Regions from separate parts of the Sus scrofa genome. Here region 1 is linked to region 2. The links are chromatin contacts, called in public Hi-C maps. All regions are on one chromosome and are shown on one strand. The core of a region is the stretch at or near the end of the contact, and the rest is flanking DNA. Distances in the headings are between cores, read along the strand shown.

Region 1 (6,931 bases), core at 3,664-6,163, 84 kb after region 2:
TTTTTTTGGTTTTTTTTTTTACTGCAGTTAAAATGGAAAAAAAATATGGTGAATTAGAATCCATAGAAACCCTCAAGCCTTTTTAGTCTATGAGTGCATCCTTCTTTCTATACATTACAGATCGGCTAACAAATAGAAACAATGTTTGACTTCATATATAAAACCCTGCTTCCTGTGGAGGCGCCTTTGAATAGTTTAGCCCCCACCATATGTCCCTGGACCCAACCCAATCCTATCCCCCCCTGTCTTACCCAGGAAGACAGATGGATCGTGGGGGCCAGGATAATGTACAGCAGCTGTGTTACATTACAGTAAATTCACTTGAATAACTTTAATCTGAGCAAAACACTCATTTGCTATCGCAGCGCATCCTCATATTAAATTTAGGAGGAGGGTAGGAGTTCCTGCTGTGGTGCAGCGGGTTGAGAACCAGCTGCAGAGGTACGGGTTCAATCTCGTGCCCCGCCCAGTGAGTTAGAGGATCTGGCATTGCCGCAGCTGCCGAAGAGTCGCAGCTGTGGCTCGTATTCAACCCCTGGCCTGGAAACTTAAGATGCACTTGTCCATCCTGTACTTGAGATCATTATCCTGAGAAGATCCTATGGCATTTTGATGGCATAAAACCAATGTTAGAACGCAGAACTCCCCCTAAAGGTTCAAATATTTGTTTTAGTTACAAGTATTTATTTTGATTGGAAAACATCTCCAAAACAAGCATGTGTTTCAAGAGTGGAAACAAAGCCATCATTTGTTTTGAAATGTTCTCTTTAAAAAAAAAAATGTGTGGGGAATAGAGGGGCACAGATCCAATACACACAGAGGACAATTTGAATGGGTTTACTGGCAGGAAGTGGTTTAAATTGTTTCCAAAGTCATATTCTGTTATTTAGATCAGGGATCAGCCTGCCCTAGATGTTAACTAGTTGACCACATGTGGAGAGATAAGAGAGAAGGAAGGCTTCTCACGAACCCATTTCAAGCAAAAGAAAACTTCCCGTAGCTAGTGGATTTAGGAAACAAGCTAAGTTAGGGAGCGACAATTCGCTTTTTAAAAGGATTTTCTATGGGTTTCTTTTATTAATGAGTGTTCATATTTTTTTTTATTTTTATGATTTTTATTTTTTCCATTTACAGCTGGTTTACAGTGTCCTGTCAATTTTCTACTATACAGCAAGGTGACCCAGTTGCACATACATATATACATTCTTTTTTTCTCACATTATCATGCTCCATCGTAAGTGACCAGACATAGTTCCTAGTGCCTCACAGCAGGCTCTCATTGCTTTTCCATTCCAAAGGCAATAAATCTGCATCTATTAACCCCAAATTCCCAATCTATCCGGCTCTCTCCTCCTTCCCCTTGGCAACCACGAGTCTATTCTCCAAGTCCATGATTTTCTTTCTCACAATGTCTTGAAAGCATGATTCCATTTACAGAAATTCAATTTCAGTCTAACCTACCAAGAAAGATTCTAACTTTAATAAGACAAGGTAGAAAATGAATTCATTCCAGACCAAATTTTAATTGGCTCTATGAAGATACAGCAATACCCTAGGTAGAAAAATGAAATTACCATCTTCAGTGGGGATGAAATGAACATATTAAAAATATGCAAGCAGGAGTTCCTGTCATGGCGCAGCGGAAACAAATCCAACCAGGAACCATGAGACTGCCAGTTCGATCCCTGGCCTCACTCAGCGGGTTAAGAATCCGGCGTTGCCGTGACCTGTGGTATAGGTTGCAGACGTGGCATGGATCTGGTGTTGCTGTGGCTGTGGTGTAGCCTGGTAGCTGCAGCTCTGATTCGACCCCTAGCCTGGGAACCTCCATATGCTGTGGGAGTGGCCCTAAAAAGACAAAAAGACAAAAAAAAAAAAAAAAAAAAGCCATAACTAAGTAGGAGTTCTCATTGTGGTTAAGGATCCACCTGTAGTCTCTGTGAGGATTTGGGTTCTAGCCCTGGCCTCACTCAGTGGGTTAAGGATCTGGCATTGTCACAAGCTGCAGGGTAGGTCACAGATGCAGCTCTGCTTTGACCCTGTACCTGGGAGCTTCCATATGCCACAGATGCAGCCATAAAGAAAAAAAAAAGATAAATAAGTCCTAGGGTTGTAATATACATGATAAATATAATTAATACTGCTGCATGTTATATATGAAAGTTTGAGAGTAAATCCCAAGAGTTCTCCCTACAAGAAAAAATTTCTATTTCTTTAATTTTGTATCTATATGAGATGACAGATGTTCAAACTTGTGATAATCATTTCATGATGTAAGTCTATCATTATGCTATACACGTTAAATTTTTTAAAAATTTTACTTATTTATTTTATTTTATTCTATTTTATTTTTGCTTTTTAGGACCACACTAGAGGCACATGGAGGTTTCCAGGCTAGGGGTCCAAATTGGAGCTATAGCTGCAGGCCTACACCACAGTCATAGCAACACCAGATCTGAACCGAGTTTGCGACCTACACCACAGCTCACGGCAACACCGGATCCTTAACTCACTGAGTGAGGCCAGGTATCAAACCCACAACTTCATGGTTCCTAGTCAGATTCATTTCTGCTGTGTCACGATAGGATCTCCTGTACACCTTAAATTTATACAGTGATATATGTCAACTATAGCTCCATAAAACTGGAAGAAAAAAAAAAGTACAAACTCTCAGATGCATTTCATTGGATTCACCAATTGTTAACATGTATCGCATTTGTTTTATTAATCTCATTCTCTATCTTCATACATGTTGAACCATTTAAGAGCAAATTGAGACATAATGCCCCCTTACCCCTAAATACCTCAATGTGTATTTTCTAAGAAGGACATTCGCTAAAATTATCCAAATCAGGGGGAGTTCCCATTGTGGCTCAGTGGTAACGAATCCAGCTAGTATCCATGAGGATTCGGGTTCGATCCCTGGTCTCGCTCAGTGGGTTAGGGATCGGGCGTTGCCGTGGGCTGCAGTATGGGTTGCAGATGCAGCTCAGATCTGGCGATGCAGTGGCTGTGGTATAGGGCAGCAGCTACAGCTCTGATTCAGCCCCTGGCCTGGGAACATCCATATGCTTCCGGTGCGCCCTTAAAAAAGCAATCCATCCATCAATCAACAAAATTATCCAAATCAGGAAATGATATGATTATAATATTGTTTAACATACAGTCCATATTCAGATTATGCCAATTGTCACAGTAATGTTCTTAATCCATAATCCAATCCAGGATCTCCCAAGGGTTTAGTTGTCTTGTCACTTTAGTCTCTTTTAATGCAGCACAAATCCTGAGTCTTTGTCTTTCATGACGTTAATACTTTTTAAGATTCTAGGGTAGATATTTAGATTTGTCCACCTTGAATACAAGTGAACGCTTTTTTTTTTTTCCTTTTTTCTAATCCCCTCCCCCTACTCCCACACTCGCATCACGTGCAAGCTCCCCGGTCAGGGATCAAACCCAAGTCACAGCTGTAATTAGAGCCACAGCAGTGACTCTGCCGGATTCTTAATCTGCTGAGCCAGAGGCAACTCCAGGTTATGCATTGTTTGGTAGGAAAACCACATTATGTTACGTCCTTTTCAAGATACCATGTCAGTAGGTATATTATGTCCTTTTCTCCCATAATCTGTGATGTTAATTTTGATCATTTGATCATGGTGGTGTCTACCAAATTTCTCTATTGTAAACACCTTTTTTTATTTTGTAATTGATAGGAAATTCATGGGGATTATTCTGAGACTATGTAAATATTATATTCCACACCACACCATTACTTTCCATTGTTAGCGTCTTTTGATGATTCTTGCCTAAATCAATTTCTAAAATGAGATATAATTCACATATTATAAAATTCACTTTTTAAAAAAAATTTTGTCTTTTTAGGGCCGCACCTGTGGCATATGTAGGTCCCCAGGCTAGGGGTCGAACTGGAGCTGTTACTGCCAGCCTAGATCACAGCAATGCCAGATCTGAGCCTTGGCTGCGACCTACACCACAGCTCATGGCAACACTGGATCCTTAACCCACTAAGCGAGGCCAGGGATCAAACCTGTGTCCTCATGGATACTAGTCGTCTCCACTGAGCATGATGGAAACTTCTAAAATTCACTATTTTAAAGTGTATAATTCAGTGGTTTTTAGTATCCACAGCGTTGTACACCCATCACTAGGATCTAATTCCAGAACATTTTCATCACCCCAGCACAAAACCCTGGACCCTTTCCTCTGCTCTTTCCAGCCGCTGGAAAACACTAATCCACTTTCTGTCTTTATTGACTGGACTACAGAAACATTTCATATCAATAGATTCCTACAATATGTGGTTCTTCGTGTCTGGCTTGTTCTCTCTTTTTTTTAAATGGCCGCACATGAAGTTCCCAGGCTAGGGGTCAAATTGGAGTTGTAGCTGCCAGTCTACACGACAGCTACAACAACGTGGGATCCCAGCCTTCTCTGCAACCTACACCACAGCTCACAACGATGCTGCATCCTTAACCCACTGAGCGAGGCCAGGGATCGGCGCTGCATCCTCACGAATGCTAGTTGGGTTCATTACTGCTGAGACACCAGGCACTCCTGCGTCTGGCTTCTTTAACATGTTTTCAAGTTTCATTCATGCGGTAGTTTTAATCAATCCCTCATTCTCTTTTGCCTAAATCAATTACTATTATGCTTCTTGAGAAATGATGACTCTCTACCTTGTCCAGTCTACACTTACTAGTTAACATTTGTCTCTCCTTTGTCAGAAAAGCACTTTAAGAAAATTGCACGGTTCCCTAGCCCTCAAGCCGTTCCCAATCTTAGATCTCTCCTTTCCACTTGAACAAGCAGCACCTTCCGTCTCCGCCTGTCACCCGTAGGCTCCGCCCCCTCCTCCAGGTGCCCCGCCCCTGCCGCTCCAGAGGAGGAAGTGACGCACCGGAAGTGTCCCTGTTCCCCCTTGCAGTGGGGGAAGGACTCAAACCCCAAAGATGGCGGCGGCGTCGGAGGAGCGGATGGCTGAGGAAGGAGGCGGCGGCCACGGCGACGGCGGCTCCTCTTCGGCTATCGGCTGCACCCAGCGACTGCCCCCACCGCCCCCGCCCCAGCTCCCGCAACCGGGATCCCAGGTGCCCCAGCCCCGGCGCTGGCTCCGGACCAGCTGCCTCAAAACAACACGCTGGTGGCGCTGCCCATCGTAGCCATCGAGAACATCCTCAGCTTCATGTCCTACGACGAAATTAGCCAGCTCCGCCTGGTGAGGCCCCCGCGGGACCCCAGCCGCCCTCTCCGCCGGGCCGAGGTCTGGGAGGGCTCCAGAGGAAAGAGCGTTCCCGGGGAGGGAGCCCCCAGCGAGCTGCGGCGGGCGCCAGGGTCCCGAGCGTGCCCCTCCTGCCTGCCCCCCAGTCTCTCGGGCCAGTTCGCGAGGCCCGCCCGGATTGCGCCCTGGCTTCGGGCCGGGGGCGACTGCCGGCGTGATCTTGGCCGTGGAGGGCTCGGTGCCCCCCACCCGGAAGCGGGGCCGCGGGCGGGGAGGTAGCGAGAGCTGGGCTTCCCACCTCCGCCAGGCCTGAGCGGGGACACCGGAGGGGGTCTCGCCACCTGCCTTTTGTGTGTCACCTTCCAGCCTCGGGCAGGCGCTGGGAGCCAGAACTCCGAAGTAGGCCAGGTTATCCCAGCCAGGTTTGGCTTGTCTGCGAGAATAACGCATTGTTCCCCAACCACCCAAGTTGCCTTGTTGCAGAAAATAAAGTCGGTCAGTCCTCCCAAAAGCCGGGAGCGGTTTGGAGGAATTAGAACGCGTCTCCGCAGCCTCAGACCCAGCGCCCTAGTTGACCAATAAAGTAGAGCCTTGAGCAGTTACTATTCCGGCTTTGCCTCGCCCCTGACACTTCGCAGCCAGGGTGAAGCAACTTGCTCCCTGAGACGGCTGTCTTTTTTTCTTGCAGTTCTTTTTCTAACGAGTGCTTCACTCCCACTCGCCAGCTTTAGGAGAGGTTTTAGACCTTAAAATCACAGAGTTCGGTCTATGATTTATGAAAATAATGAATTTGCCTTTGGGATTTTGCTTCACTCCAGAGGTTTGACTGAAGGTTTGATGAATATCTCAGTTCAGTCAGATGTTTTGCTTCCTTTCAGTGAATTTATCTTTAAGTGATAAGGAAATTGAAGGAGGTGGACATTTTGAAATGATTTGCAAACCGATGCCGTGTGGAAGCTAAATCTGTGGTTGAGGTTGTTTTTAGGAGGACAAAGACATATTTCTGAATGTGCTGTGTATAGCATTTTCTTAATAATCAATATGCCATATTTTAGGATTACTCCTTCAGTTTAAAATTGATTATAATTGTATTTTTGAGATAAAAGTGTACTTATTTTTTAAAGAAAGCTTAGACATATTGATTCAAGCCGGCGGGCAATTTTTTTTTCTTGTCAACACAGCCAGTTTGCAGGATGGAAAAATGATTGTAATTTCCAAACCATGTCATCCTAGGATTTCTTGTAGAATCTTAATATTCCTTCAAATTCATGTAAAGGATGATAGGTTTGATCAAAATTTGTGGTGTATATTCATGGTGTCTGGAAATTGGGCATAATTTGATTGAATCGAGGCTTTCAGCCAAACAATGGCTTTGTAAAGCTTGGAATGTTCACAGTGTTGAAAACTGTGGGGTTTTCGTTCATATGTTAGTCATTTTACTTTTTTAAAAAGTAAATACATTTTTAAAGGGGGTAAACCAGCCTATCCTAGGGGACAGAGTTAAAACACATCCTGCAATTTGTTAGTAAACAGCATCTCCTTCAAGTGAAATAATCAGTTGCATTCTTAATTTTAAACACTTACCTATTTTAGCATTTTAAAAATACACATTTGTTGTTTCAAACAAAGATTTTTTTCACAAGTCCCTTATCACCCCTCCATTCCCACCCCCCCCACAGAGATTCAGCTGCCATT
Region 2 (6,926 bases), core at 2,482-4,981:
TCCTGAAGTTCAGCAAGAGTCAGATCCATCCTAGGACTATGAACCTGTTTTAAAAAATTGCAAACATTACCATCAAACAATCACAGAAATTCCTCCCTCAAAGGTCTATTTATTAGTATTACTTGAACCAATCAAGACAAAATTATTCAGCCATTTTTCTTCCATAATACTAATACCTTCACATTGACTTACTAAGATGTAAAACCTACTCCATGAGGACACAGGTTCGATCCCTGGCCTCGCTCAGTGGGTTAAGGATTCAGTGTTGCCATGAGCTGTGGTGTAAGTCGCAGATGTGGCTCAGATTCCACGTTGCTGTGGCTGTGGTATAGGCTGGCAGCTGTAGCTGCCATTCAACCCCTCAGCTGGGAACCTCCATATACTTCAGATGCAGCCCTAAAAAAAAAGAAAGAAATTATACCTATGTTGGAAAGGAAGACGTTTCTTTTCCTACTCAAAGACAACATAATCATCTATGGAGAAAATTCTACAGAATCTACAAAAAAGCTCCTAAAACTGGTAAGTGATTTAGCAAGAAGGCAAGAAAAAGATCAACATGCAAAAATCAATTGTATTCCTATACATTAACAACAACTAGAAATTGAAAACAAAGCTTTTTTTTAGCCACACCAGTGGCATATGGAAATTCCCAGGCAAGGGATTTAACCCATGCTGCCAGAGACAACGCCAGATCCTTAACCCAACATTGATTTGGGGGTAACTGATCTTAGAAAAAAAGCAAGCGAGTGGAGAAAGAAGAGTCTTTCCAAGAAATGCTGCTTGTACAACTGGATGTCCACCTACAAAAAACAAAAGGAACCTTCTCACACCTCAGGCAAATATTAACTCAAAACGGATCATAGACTTAGATGTAAAATCTAAAACTAAAGCACTTCTAAGCTGATCAATGATCCTTATTAAAATTAAGAACAAGTCATAGACTGGAAAAAATATTTGCAAATCATCTAGCTCATAAAAAAACTTGGATCGATCCAGAATATTCAAAGAACTCTTAGGAGTTCTTGCTGTGGCGCAGCAGAAACAAATCCAACTAGTAACCATAAGGACGCAGGTTCGATCCCTGGCCTCGCTCAGCGGGTCAGGGATCCGTCATTGTCGTGAGCTGTGGTGTAGGTCACAGATGGGGCTCGGATCCCAAGCGGCTGTGGCTGTGGTGTAGGCCGGCAGCTAAAGCTCCGATTTGACCCCTAGCCTGGGAACTTCCATAGGCCATGGGAGTGGCCCTATTAAAAAACAAACCAAAAACCCCTCTTAAACTCAGTAATAATAAAGCAAACAATCCAAAAAAATAAGCAAAAGAAAAAAATAAGCAAAAGAGTCCAACAGATACTTCACCAAAGATGATAGACAAGTGTCAAATAAGCACATGACAATAGATGCCCAACATCCTTAGCCATTAAAGAAATAACAAGTTAAAACCACAATATAAATGATACAAATGATTTTTTAAAAATTTTCAAGAAAATACATATATACATATATAATCATATGGAGTCATTTTGCTGAACAGCAGAAATTGGCACATTATAAATCAACTATCCTTTAATAATTAAAAAAACCCACAATGGAATACTGCTACATGCCTATTAAATAGCCAAAATTAAAAGGACCATCCATACTGAATGTAGGCAAGAATGTGGAAAAACCAGAACTCTCGGATGGGGAATATAAAATAAAACTATCACTTTGGAAAACAGTCTGGCAGCTTCTTAAAAAGTTAACATATAGCTACCATATGACTCAACCATTCCACTCCTAAGAGAAATAAAAACATATGTCCATACAATGACATGTGATCATATATCCACTGGAGCTTGATTTGGAATAAAACGGAAACAACCCAAATGTCCATCATTAGAGGAAGGGATAAGTCGTGGTATAACCAGACAACAAAACACCTCTCGGCAGTAAAACACACAAGGAAATGGATGAATCTCAAAGTAATCATGCTGAGCAAATTCAGATAAAAAGAGTCCGAGTGCCCATCATGGCTCAGTGGTTAACGAATCCGACTAGGAACCATGAGGTTGCAGGTTTGATCCCTGGCCTTGCTCAGTGGGTTAACCATCCGGCGTTGCTGTGGCTGTGGTGTAGGCGGGCTACGGCTCCGATTGGACCCCTAGCCTGGGAAACTCCATGTGCTTCGGGTACAGCCCTAAAAAGACAAAAAAAAAGTTGTTTTTTTTAAAAAAGGAGTTCCCATGTGGCTGAGTGGGTTAAGAACCTGACATAGTCTCTGTGAAGACACAGGTTCAATCCCTGGCCTTGCTCAGTGGGCTAAGTATCCAGCACTGTTGTAAGCGGAGGCTCATATCCGGTGTTGCTGTGGCTGTGGTGTAGATGGGCGGCTACAGCTCCAATTGGACCCCTAGCCTGGGAACCTCCATATGCTGCGGGAAGCAGCCCTAGAAAAGGCAAAAAGACAAAAAGGGGGGGGGGACCATCCTTAATGACCTACCGAATAAAAAATAACAGTGAATGAAGTTCAAAGGTTAAAAAAACATATATCTGAGCGGCACATACACAGCACGGGGAACAAGGATCACTTACGCCATTCTCCTTTCTCCGATGCTCACCCGGAACTTTCACACCATTTCTTTTTAAACTTGGATCCTGAGACCTTGGTCCACCCCCTAAGCACAAAATTCAGAAACATTAACATGCATTAACACTAGAGTTGACTGATAATTTTCAGTCCCAGTTCATTTCTGAGCTCTGTTGTTACTGCGCTCTGCTATTTTAAGTTGAAAATAAAATATTTGCTCATAGTAGCAATGAAGTTACGGTCTCATGATTCAGCCTGTTCTGGAAAACCTTGCTTGGAACAGGGAAGAGTCAGCACTAGAAAATGTTACACGCTAACCATTTCCTAGAAAAGCTGGATGAGTCAGATGCCAAAGGAGGAAAAAGGAAGAAAATACAGGAGTTCGGGAGTTTCTGTCGTGGCTCAGCAGCAACAAACCCGACTAGTATCCGAGAGGACTGAGGTTTGATCCCTGGCCTCGCTCAGTGGGTTAGGGATCCGGCGTTGCTGTGAGCAGTGGTGTAGATCGCAGACGTGGCTCGGATCTGGCGTTGCTGTGGCTGTGATGTAGACAGGCAGCTGCAGCTCCGATTGGACCCGTGGCCTGGGAACTTCCTTATGCCATGGGTGAAGCCCCCCGCCAAAAAAAAAAAAAAAAAAAAAAAAAAAAGACAGAAAAACAAATCAATAAAACAATATCATATATATTCTGAACATGCAAACAGTCTGCTAGTGGATACTGTCCAAGTCTACACCACAAAGGTTGACACTGAGCAGCAATCCTGTTTTACCCCAATTTAGACACTATGTGGCACTGGTGTTTTGCAACAATGTGAAAACAGCGTCTTTATCTTCAGATTGTTTTTCTCACATTACAGACACACTGAAACTGCATATGGCACCACTGAGAGGCTAGTTAATAATTTACCCAGCGTGACAGAGGGAGATATTTGAACCCCTAGATGAACAGGTAAAATTCAACGAATTCATGAAAAGAAGATATGAGCAATAATGTAAATAAAGAACAAAATAAAAATAAGATACAGATGCTGACTTAAAACTACCAAAAAGAGGCAGCTTGGGGGAAAAAAATACCTGCTTATTTCAGATAAAATTACAGACACCAGTGATGCTGAAAGGCCTGTGAGCCAGCCTGGCTGAGGTGACTCAAGTTCCACGCCTGGCTCTGCCTTTAGGTGTGTGGCCTCTGACAAGTCATTTAACCCCTAAGTATCAGCCTTTCTCATCTGTAGAGTGAAAGAGGCCAGACTAAGTCAAGCCTGGGGTCTCCCACACTCCAATAATTGCTGGGTACCTACAATTTGTACTAAAGGAATAAAACTGGGAGTTCCTGTCATGGCACAGAAGAAACGAATCCGGCTAGGAACCATGAGGTTGTGGGTTCGATCCCTGGCCTTGCTCCGTGGGTTAAGGATCTGGCATTGCCATGAGCTGTGGTGTAGGTTGTAGATATGGCTCCGATCCCGTGTTGCTGTGGCTGTGCTGTAGGCCAGCAGCTGCAGCTCTGACTGGACCCCTAGCTCGGGAACCTCCACGTGCCGTGGGTGCAGCCCTAAAAAGCCAAAAAAAGAATAAAACTGAAATTCTACGACCTGTGTTACCAACATTCTTACACCCAAGAATTTTACACCGAAGTCACACTCCCTCAACTCTCCTCTCTGCACTGTGCCATGGCCTGCAGCAGTTCCCAGACCAGGGATCAAACCTGCACCACTGCTGTAACCAGAGCCACAGCAATGACAGCACCAGATCCTTAACTCACTGGGCCACCAGGGCACTCCTTCACTTTCCATTTTAAAAGATCCTTAATCCACTGAGCGAGGCCAAGGATCGAACCCACAACCTCATGGTAATTAGTCGGGTGTGTTAACCACTAAGCCACGACAGGAACTCCACAGATTCCAACATTTTTAGAAACACCTAGTAATCCTGCTCCAATCAGTGGTTTCTCACTGAGAACAAAGTGGACCCACAGGTCTCAGAGCTGAAAATCTTTCTTCCCACGTCCTACGGTCAAGCGACGGTTGTGTCCCCAGTGTCTAATGCTGCTTCCAGCCCACGGTCACAGGTTAATCAGCTTCTACCCTTTCCTCACTGTCATCTATAAACTGGTCACATAGGAGTTCCCGTCATGGCTCAGCAGTTAATGAACCCGACTAGAAACCATGAGGATGCGAGTTCGATGCCTGGTCTTGTTCAGTGGGTTAAGGATCCGGCATTGCCGTGAGCTGTGGTGTAGGTCACAGTCAAGGCTCGGATCTGGCGTAGGACGGCAGCTACAACTCCGATTTGACCCCTAGCCTGGGAACCTCCATATGCTGTGGGTTTGGCCCTAAAAAGACAAAAAATAAAAAAATAAACAAACTGGTCACAACCCTCAGTTGTCAGAGGTGTGACCACCCGACTCCCCCATTCTCTCTACCCCGCGTCCTGCCATCATTCTGGATGACCTCACCATCAAAAAGTTAACCTCTCAGAGCCCTGGCTTCCTGCCTCCTCTTGAATTCAGGCTGATTTCATGGCCCAGTGAGGGACCGTGCTGCCCAGAAGCACTCAGTATCCCAGAAATCTTAAATCCCAACATGCTAGCTTTGAGCATCGTTTCATCTCTGGACCCCTGTGCATTAACTGAAGCCAACAGCTCCCTCCCTGGTCCCCACTTTTCCTGCTGCCCCTCTGTCTTCAACTTCTTCCCCAGCTGGCTTCCCAGCATACTCTTCGTCTGTGTCCCACCGACTGTCCCCTGAACTGGTCTGGTCAAAGCCCATCCTTGGGTCCACCCAGCTTCTTCTCCTCTTACCACCCTCTGGGGGGCGGCTGAGCGCCACTGGAGACACGTCACCTGTGTTCTCCTGGTCTCGCTTCTGCACGGGCCCCCAGCCACCTGGCTCCCCTGGCAGGTCCCCTCTCCCGTTCTCCACTGCAGCGCCAGCTGCTGCCCACCTCCGCTGTCATTTCCAGATGATTCTGCCTCCCCTCTCAGAGAAAACCAATGTTTTCACAAGAGAAGCCCTGCACCCAGTGCTCCCACAGGGAGCACACGATTTCCCTGCCATTCAGAGACGCCCTACTCTGTCACGTGAAGCTCTCCAGCCCCTGGAGGGGACACCTTCTCTGGGGACTTGCCTGTGGAGCACTCTCTCCTCTCTGTAGTTCAACCTCCTGCTCTATGGACTCCATCCCCACCTGCATTAAAAACTGCCTCCCAGGAGTTCCCGTCGTGGCGCAGTGGTTAACGAATCCAACTAGGAACCATGAGGTTGCGGGTTCCATCCCTGCCCTTGCTCAGTGGGTTAACGATCCGGCGTTGCCGTGAGCTGTGGTGTAGGTTGCAGACGCGGCTCGGATCCCGCGTTGCTGTGGCTCTGGCGTAGGCCGGTGGCTACAGTCCGATTGGACCCCTAGCCTGGGAACCTTCATATGCCGCGGGAGCAGCCCAAGAAATAGCAACAATAACAACAACAACAACAACAACAAAAAGATAAAAGACAAAAAAAAAAAAACTGCCTCCCATCGAGTCTGGGATTGGTAGGTGCAAACGTTACATTTGGGATGGATTAGCAGTGAGGTCCTGCTGTACAGCACAGGGAACTACGTCCAGTCTCTTGGGATAGAACATGATGGAAAATATAAGAAAGGAAATGTATATGCCTATGTGACTGGGTCACTGTGCTGTACAGCAGAAACTGGCAGAATGGCGTAAATCAACTACGCTCTAATAAAAAATTTTGAAGAAAGGAAAAAAAGGGGAGTTTCCATTGTGGCACAGCGGAAACGAACCCTGCTAGTTCCCATGAGGACGTGGGTTCGATCCTTGGCCTCGCTCAGTGGATCAAGGATCCAGCGTTGCCATGACCTATGGTGTAGGTCGCTGGTGTGGCTCGGATCTGGCGTGGCTGTGGCTGTGGTGTAGGCTGGCAGCTGCAGCTCTGATTGGACCCCTGGCCTGGGAATCTCCATATGCTGTGGGTACGGCCCTAAAAAAGGCAAAAAAATAGGGAAAAATACCTGTCTCCCATCTTGAAACAAAACACTCAGAACCACACCCTTTCCTCCCCATCCCGCAGGTCAGGGCTTAGGAGAGCAGTCTAGCCATCCTCACCGTTCCCACTTCCCTACCTCTCATTCACTCCTCAAATCACCTGGCTCCTGACCATGGGCCACCTCTCCCCCACCTACCCCCGAGCATGAAATACAAGTTCAAATCCTTGTTATGATTCATAGGCTGCTACCTACCCACATCCCGGCCAGGGGGGCGCTCGTGGCGAAGGAAGAAGCGAACTTCACTCCTCTGACTCCCAAACCGCTGCAAGACGTCAAACATCCGCTCGTTATCAGCCACTGGACGTTCTAAAAGAAA

Evidence for each region. Hi-C and Micro-C count contacts between places; a contact is called where the count stands out from the background.
Region 1: a contact with region 2 is called in a Hi-C map of embryonic fibroblasts, with 4 times the contacts expected there. The contact joins the promoter of FBXO28 here to the enhancer-like site in region 2. A contact is called at or near these places in 1 of 5 promoter capture datasets (liver), 4 of 47 Hi-C or Micro-C datasets (embryonic fibroblasts and liver) and 1 of 2 datasets of contacts at active chromatin or transcription factors (skeletal muscle).

The regions. Positions count from the first base shown.
Region 1 is chr10:19,931,304-19,938,234 of Sscrofa11.1, forward strand. FBXO28 (F-box only protein 28) reads left to right here and starts at 4,914. Exons shown (of 6, transcript XM_003130584.6): 1 at 4,914-5,106; 2 at 5,109-5,233. The coding sequence starts at 4,968.
Region 2 is chr10:19,848,775-19,855,700 of Sscrofa11.1, forward strand. TP53BP2 (apoptosis-stimulating of p53 protein 2) reads right to left here. Exons shown (of 18, transcript XM_013980098.2): 3 at 6,803-6,916; 4 at 2,572-2,654; 5 at 1-44. Among named protein-coding and RNA genes, the nearest start is that of TP53BP2, 38 kb to the right of the region's middle. Within about 2 kb of position 3,732, at least 18 of the 83 cell types and tissues checked have an H3K27ac peak or open chromatin away from gene starts, as enhancers often do. A contact at or near this core is called in embryonic fibroblasts and liver, where this site is marked.